2 separate regions of the Mus musculus genome follow, and region 1 is linked to region 2. The links are chromatin contacts, called in public Hi-C maps. All regions are on one chromosome and are shown on one strand. The core of a region is the stretch at or near the end of the contact, and the rest is flanking DNA. Distances in the headings are between cores, read along the strand shown.

Region 1 (4,144 bases), core at 1,083-3,582, 54 kb after region 2:
GGAAAGAAAAATATGACCTGAAAACTAATGAAAACAGATGAAGTATAAGGTAAAAGATGTTGCTTTTTTCCTCTTAAAATTTTATTTAGTTGTCTGTTCTCTCTCTCCTCTCCCCCACCTCTCTCTGTCTCTCTCTCGTTCTCTCTGTGTGTGTTTGTTTCATGGGCCACTACACGTGTGAAGGTCAGAGGATAACTTGTGGGAGTCAGTTCTCTCCTTCCATTATGTGAGTTTGGAGACTGAAACCCAGGCTCTCAGGGTTGGCGGCAAGCACCTGTTCCAACTGAGTCATCTCTCCAGTCCCTCCTTCTTCCTCTTTATAACTGGACTTTATTGTGCTTAGTGATTTCTTCAATTGTTTAAAAAATCTTTCAATGTTCTGTTTACTGTACTTTTAAACTAGAACCAGTTTTATAAATTTCTATAAATGGTGGTAGAAAGCAAACCTGAAAACATTCAAGCTTTATTTCATTCACAAGTAGAGACACAACTAAGAGCAAGCATAGCTAACGCATGCACAGGAAAGGTAGACCGCTCTTTCTTTAAACAACTATTTCAATGGAAAAATATCAAAGACTGAAGGAAGGGGAGGAAAATGAATGAAAGCAAGGTATAATGAATGACATATCGGTATGGAGATGTAATGAGGAAATCCATTACTTTGTGTATTAGTGAAAAAATTAGTAAAAATCTGAACGTGGTTAACTACTGTTGAAAATTTATTGATGCGGTTGTGAACAACGCCAATGAGAAGTTGAATGTCCTAATATTTACTTTTTCCTTCCTTCATCGGTCACTGTGTGTTTGAGGGATGCTATGCACATCTGTGCTGACTAACCAGCCAGCAGCCTGCACTGGTCTATGCCAAGGTATAGTATCACCACTCATGCAATGTATATATCTTACAGGGCAGTATATGGAAGCAGGACTACGCCATAGCAGTGGTGTACTTTTATAACAAAACTATACTGTGATAAAGTCTTTCTATACCATCCACAAGTCTTTCTGTTTTTCACCTCAACAGGAAGTAGATAAAACTGTGTCAGTAGGCCATCTGCAGCTGTGGCTATACAGTGAGAGCTGGCCTTTTTCTATCCATGCAATTGAACACGAGACATAAGACATCTATCCAAGACTAGATTCAACTAGTTATTGTCATCAATTATAGAAAGAACATCTTTCTTCCATTTCCCTCCTATGCATTGTTTTAAGTTGCCGTATGAATTTTTATCTACATAGTAGTTTAGTCTGAGAGGCACTGGGTACCTGCTAGAGTGTCTGGTAAGTAATGCACAAAGACGGTGGGGGTGGGAAGCGGGGACTGGCACTCAGCCCAGCTCTGATATGGCATCCAAGCTTTCATAAAGCCAAGCCCACATCTGCTATCACATAGCAGATATTTTCCAATGGCTTATACAAAATACTGTGAAAACAAAACAAAACAAACCAAACCAGCCGGGCGTGGTGGCACATGCCTTTAATCCCAGCACTCGGGAGGCAGAGGCAGGCCGATTTCTGAGTTCAAGGCCAGCATGGTCTACAAAGTGAGTTCCAGTACAGCCAGGGCTATCCAGAGAAACCCTGTCTCAAAAAAAAAAAAAAAAAACCAAAAAAAAAACAAAAACAAAAAAAACAAAAAAAACCAAAAAACAAAAAAAAAAACAAAAACCCAAAAACAAACAAAAAAAACCAAACCAAAACAAAAAACCAATGCTACCCTTCCTTACTTTTAAGAATTAAAAAATATGGTTCTATTAAGGTAAAAACACATATATGATAAACTATATACATGTTTAAACTACAAATTTTGGTATTTGACATTTAATTCTGTGGCACTAGCTTCCCAATTAAAATAGCATTATAGGAGCCGGCAAGATGGTTCAGTGGGCAAAGGTGCCTGTCACCAAGCCTGATGACTTGAATTTGACACCTGGAACCTACATGAAAGTAGAGAACCTACTTGCAAAAGCAGTTATTTGACTTCCAAATATGTGTGCAACATGCATACATGTACATACACATGCAAAATAAACTTGTATTCTATGCAGGAGCACCAAGCTGACCTAAGAAGAGAGAGACATCAGCCTGAAGAGCTCGCACCTACCATTTCTGCCAAGAGGCAAGCATCATGAGGTGGATTCACTACTGAATGACATGTTGTGTGTGGCAGGCATGCCTTCGCAGAGAAAGCAAAGCAGAGTCAGCTAAACAACAACGGTTTTAACAGAAAAGTCACCTTCTGGTTCCAATTCTTCAGTTATTTCTGTTTCATCTTCAGAGGAAGCCACACTTCCTGAGGCAAGCTGGCCCTCAGATAAGAAAGAGATGTCGTCTTCTTTCCCTTGTTGCATTTCCCCCACATTTTCTTCTACCTTAGCCACACCGCTTTCCTGAAACATGCAGAAGAGAAGCACATTGCTGTATTTGTTATGTCTTAGAGCGTTCTTGCTGAAGCACTTGAATCATACAATGTCCATTTGAGACTCGATTACACAGGCATATAGCCGGACATGGCGTCTTATCCTGATAACCTCAGCACTCAAGAGGCAGAAGATTCCAACAATTTGAGACCAGCATGGACTGAAATAAAAAGTGAGTTCTGAGCCATTCTGAGCTTCAGGTGAGCTTCTGTCTCTAAATCACCACCACCACTGCCACCGCCTCTTCCACCATCACCATCATCACCACCACCACCACCACAACCACCACCACCACCACCACCACCACCACCACCACCACCACCACCACCACCACCACCACCAACACCACACCTACCACCACCACCACCACTTCCATTACCATCTCTATCACCTCTATGTCTACAACCACTATTGCTACTCAACGAAACACATGGAGATACGCTACACAGCTATTAAAGACTCCCTAGAAAATAGTCACTTAGATTATATAAACAGATAAAAACACACAGGTCAATAAAAATCTAAATATATGCTAAGAATGAATGCTTTGATTTAGCGTGGTGTGGTGGTGCATGTCTGTAATACTATCACATGGAGGTAAAAGCTGGAGGATACAAATCCAAAGACATCCATAGATACACAGTGAGTTTGAAACCAGCCTGGCATACATAAAATCCTATCTCAACAAAATTAAATAAACAAACAAAAATATGTATTAATCTCAAAATGATTTTTACATTGATTTTAGTTTATAAACACATGTATTTCCTACCAATGTATAAATAAACATATATATTGAACTTATCATTAAAAAAAATCTTTCTATCATAAAAAAGTCATATTTAGGGCTGGTGAGATGGCTCAGTGGTTAAGAGCACCGACTAATCTTCAGAAGGTCTTAAGTTCAAATCCCAGCAACCACATGGTGGCTCACAACCATCTGTAACAAGATCTGACACCCTCTTCTGGAGTGTCTGAAGACAGCTACAGTGTACTTACATATAATAAAATAAATAAATCTAAAAAAAAAAGTCTTATTCAAATGTAGGGAAAATGCTATGATTTCCTTAATCATGTCTAACACATAAGACAAAGCCTTTTAAGTTCCAAAATAAACCTTTCAAAATAATTTTAATACAAAGGCATACCTTGGAAGGATACGCAACAGCTGACAGACCATTTTCTGGTTTTGGTCCCACTTCTGGAGAACTGTCTTTTATATCTTTAGGGGGAGGAGAAGTCTCCTTGAATTAATGGGAAAAATCATGTATGTTATTTTGTATTCATTACAAGAGGAGTTTTAGGAAGGTACAAGCTTGGCTGTGTAAGATCAAGAAACTCAGTGGGGAGTTGGAAAGGGATACAGGGTCATGGAACAATATCAAACACTACAACCTTGTACCACAGTAAAGACGGGCTCTGCTTACTGTCTCTGCTTATGTCAAAGGTACAGTATAGTCTATACTCTCTGGTACTTGATACAGGAAAGGGAAATTGGTATTTGGGGTATTCATTACTTACGGGACTCGGGTGTGATATGGTATCTGCAAAAGAGACCTTTTTGTCCACAAATGTTAAACGTTGTCTTGGTTTAGGTTTTGGTGCCTAAAATAAAACAATATGTCAGACTATAACAACCATTACATTTTAGATGAGACTTCAGCTAGTTTTGGGTGCAATTATTTGGTTATTAAGTTTATATTCAAGTATTTTAAATAAAATCA
Region 2 (3,772 bases), core at 937-3,436:
CCTTCTAGGGAGGAGTCTTAGTACGTGGATGAGGCGGAAGCACCTTCTGGAAATAGTCGACTAGGTTCTCCCTGGACAGCTCTTACGGTTCTAGAAGTAAATAACTCAGAAGGAGCTGCCTGATGGCTCTTGGGGCTGAGGACAGACATGGAAGTAACATTGCCTTTACACTCGTGACTCTAAGACCTGTGCGCAGGCGGCTCAGTCACTGGAAGGTACTTAGGTGTAAATCACTGGGAGCAAGCATGGGCTGCTGGTACAGAGGGTTGGCTTTCTGTCAGAATTCTTTCCATAGGTCTGCTAGCCTAACCAAAGTGCTGTTCAAAGGCCATGTCCTAGAGACCCTGTCCCAGGGCTATGCCCTAGAGAAAAGGATGCTGAAGAGAGAACTTTTGGAGTTATCTGTGAGGCCCCGGGCAGAAGTTCAAGATCCTGGAAGAGAGATGTAAGCGAACAACACTGTCCCTTCTCCAAGTTCTGTTTTACACTTTTCAGGTCTGTGCAAGGTGAGAGGAATACACCAGCTGGCGACTCAGGAAAGGTGGACCAGAAGCCTCCAACCAGCACAGTGACTGACTCTACACTGCATGGAACCCAAGGAAAGCTGACTAGGCCATGCAGTCAGAGAAAAGGCTATACCACTTGTGGCCCAGCTCAGACTGGAAACAACTGCTTCCTTCCACCATCCTGGAGAGGTGGCTCTTAGCAGGGTGGGAATAAAGAGGGAGGCTTAGATCTTGTGACCATGCTGGGTTGGAACAAGCAACAGCAAGGAAGTCACTCCCGTGTGAGAGAAGACAGATCATATTCTAATGCAACATTTGAAAAAAAAACATAAACCTAATACAAAAATCCACAATGAATAAAATACCAAAAAAATTAAATAAAGTCAGAATTAGCATTACTGACTCTTAGGTTCAAATATAGCTGAACAATGGCTGTGTCATAGAGCCTGTTTTCATTAAATAAAAACATTGATTGATTTGTGCGTGTGTGATTTAAAGAAGGAAGCAAGGGACACATCCTAGACTGGGTGCCTCTTGGCACATATCTGTAACCTTTGCAGTCAGGAGGCCAAAACAGAAGGATAATGAGTTCCAGGTCGGCTTGGGCCACATGGCAAAGCCCAGCCTCAAAAAGAAAAAGGAAGGAAAAGAAGGGAAGGGAGAAAGAGAGGGAGGAAGAAGAAGCGAGGAAGAGAGGAAGAAGGGAGAGGAGGGGAGGAGCAGGGAGGAACCCCATGAATAAGTGGGTTTGTCCGGAAGAGCAGACACCTGGGTGATATTCCTTCAGCATACTGTTGTGCTCAGAAGACGCTGCCCCAAGTACGGCACTTTGGTTCAGGAGCCCTGAGCTAAAGACAGCGCCGTCTTATATTAGTTTCGTCTCTATTGCTACACCCACGACTCAATGCAGTGTACAGGAAGAAGCATTTATTTGGGGTCTTATAGGTCCAAAGGGAACGTTGGTAATAGTGGAAGGGTCTCAGTAGGCGGTCTGAGCAGGGGGCTGAGGGATCACATCTGTGATCCCTCACACAAAACTGAGAGGATGAACCGGAAGTGGGGCAAGGCCCGCAGGGCGCCTCACAATTTTTTCTCTATGGCAGCAAGAGCTCTGCAAACAGCGCCACCCACTGGGGACCGAGTGTTCTAGTACCGGAGGTTACTGGGAACATTTCTCATTTGAACCACCACAGCCGCCCCCAGCTTTGCCTCTGGATACTCCCCTCTCTAGGAGTCAAAGCGAGGCTTTCTCCGAGGAGTCTCTTGTCAGACTAGGATATGTTCCCCCAGGACAGATTAACTACTGGTTGCGATGAAGCTCCTCACTGGGCTCGGCATTACCCAGAAGGCATCCATCCGGTAGAAGAGACCGGAAGTTGAGCTTTACCTCCAGAGCCCAGGAGACATTTATCCTATGGGGCTGTCTGTTCTTTGGGCCCTTATCTTCCCTAAAGATAATTTACTTCTTCTGTACAATTACTTATGGCCCACATTTCCTGCTCTCCTAAGGGGGCATTTAACCTGCAGCCACGGGGCCTTTTATATGAGCCCATTATCTGTTATAATATACAATAAGACATGGGCTTCGGAGTGCTTGAGAAAGGAAAGAGACACACAGTCTGGAGGTTCTAGAGCACGGGGCCAATAGCAGCCCTGTTCTGGTAGGGACCCCAGAGTGGATGACATCATGGCAGGAACACAGGCAAACAGGAGAGGTCACACAGGGACAGGAAACTGAGAGTGAGCAGGGAGGAGGCAGGCTTCCTGCTCTTTTATAACACCCCCCCCTCAGAACTGACCAAGTTTCCAGGACAACTACATTATTTCTTTCCAAGGCCATGCGGACCATAACCTAACCCTTACCACCAAGCCACACACAGCTTCGGGGTCCCATTAGCTCCCACACTGCCGCAACAGGGACCAAGCTTTGGGGAACACCCACAAATAGTCTTTAAAGCACCGCTCCTCTCCGTGAGTTTTGTACTTGGTGGTTTCCTGTGTGCTCAGTAAGAATACATTTTTATGCTTTTTCTATTTGAGTGGATTTGTTTTTTAGGAACCTTTAGAACCTGGTTCCCAAACTTCCTAACACTGGAACCCTTTGATATAGTTCCTCATGTTGTGGTGACCCCTCCCCAACAATTAAATCGTTGTATTGGTACTTCAGAACTGTAATTTTGCTACAGTTATGAACTGTAATGTAAATAGTTTCGGAACTACAGGTTTGCAAGGGGTCGCGACCCCATAGGTTGAGAACCACCGCGTTAGAGGCTGGTGGAGAACTTCCTACAACCTCCTTGACCACCACAAGAAAAAAGGGTCCCCCTGGACTCTAAGACTTAGAGCCTCTGCCCAGGGACAAGCCACATGTTCACACATCACTGCAGGCACCCAGGCTTCAAGGGACTCTGAATACAGATGCTGGGCACAGAGCCAAGGGGCCCCACTGGTCTATGTGAGGTGGTGAGTTGATTTGATTTTGTCTCAATGGGAACTTTCTTTGGATCTCTTTCCCTGCCTTCGCTGCACATTTCAAAACAACATTCCTTTACGCACAAGCCTTAGGACATCAAATGCTTCCACGCCCTCTGCAAGGAGTGCTTTGGGCTCCTCCTTTGCTCTTTTTTCTTTTAAAGAGTTCCATGTAAAATCAGATGTTAACTCTCTCTTGAGTAAACCCAAGTGGAAAGGTTTTCTTTCTTCTCGTTTACTAACACCAACGACAATCAGAACAGGTGGAAAGAATATGTGCCCCCCTTGCAGCACAGTGGATAAAAGTTGAGAGGAAAAACTCTTAAGTTGTTACACATGTAACCAATGGTTCCTATTTTCTATTGGTGAGAAGAATGGAGAGCAAGGCTTAAAGAGAGGCCCAGCAGGAAGAACTGATTGCCTCTTTAACCAGGGCGGGCTTCTTCTCTAAACTAATTTTGTTTTGTGTCCTAGTCAACACCAGCTTCTTCCACTTTGGAATGCAAGCTCTCATCAGACCTCCATTTTCTGAAGGCAACAAGCTCCTAACTAGAGCAGGATTTGAGGCTTAGCAATGGCCGGAGTCTTGCACCCTGAAAGGTATGCAGAATCCTGCAGCCGGCTTTGATCTAGAAGTTGATTGGTTCAAAGTGACAATTCTGATCTTGGAGCTGTCTACTCTCTATCCTACCTGTGAAGGAAAAGTTTTTTTTTTTTTTTTTTTTTTTTTAGTCCAAATCCTTGGCTGCTGGTAGAAACAGATCATCTCTTAAGGGATGTTTTGCAGGGTGACT

Evidence for each region. Hi-C and Micro-C count contacts between places; a contact is called where the count stands out from the background.
Region 1: a Hi-C map of double positive thymocytes shows a contact between it and region 2, with 2.2 times the contacts expected there. The contact joins two enhancer-like sites. A contact is called at or near these places in 2 of 39 promoter capture datasets (both in liver), 11 of 484 Hi-C or Micro-C datasets (cortical glia, double positive thymocytes, embryonic stem cells and 2 more), 2 of 115 datasets of contacts at active chromatin or transcription factors (embryonic stem cells and hepatocytes) and 2 of 9 other capture datasets (adipose tissue and liver).

Annotation. Positions count from the first base shown.
Region 1 is chr8:91,248,914-91,253,057 of GRCm38.p6, forward strand. Rpgrip1l (Rpgrip1-like) reads right to left here. Exons shown (of 26, transcript NM_173431.2): 19 at 3,942-4,025; 20 at 3,569-3,664; 21 at 2,237-2,390. It also overlaps the pseudogene Gm18603. Among named protein-coding and RNA genes, the nearest start is that of Gm36163, 23 kb to the right of the region's middle. Within about 2 kb of position 2,333, at least 17 of the 459 cell types and tissues checked have an H3K27ac peak or open chromatin away from gene starts, as enhancers often do. A contact at or near this core is called in double positive thymocytes, where this site is marked.
Region 2 is chr8:91,195,230-91,199,001 of GRCm38.p6, forward strand. No RefSeq gene overlaps it. Among named protein-coding and RNA genes, the nearest start is that of Gm36243, 13 kb to the right of the region's middle. Within about 2 kb of position 2,187, at least 19 of the 459 cell types and tissues checked have an H3K27ac peak or open chromatin away from gene starts, as enhancers often do. A contact at or near this core is called in double positive thymocytes, where this site is marked.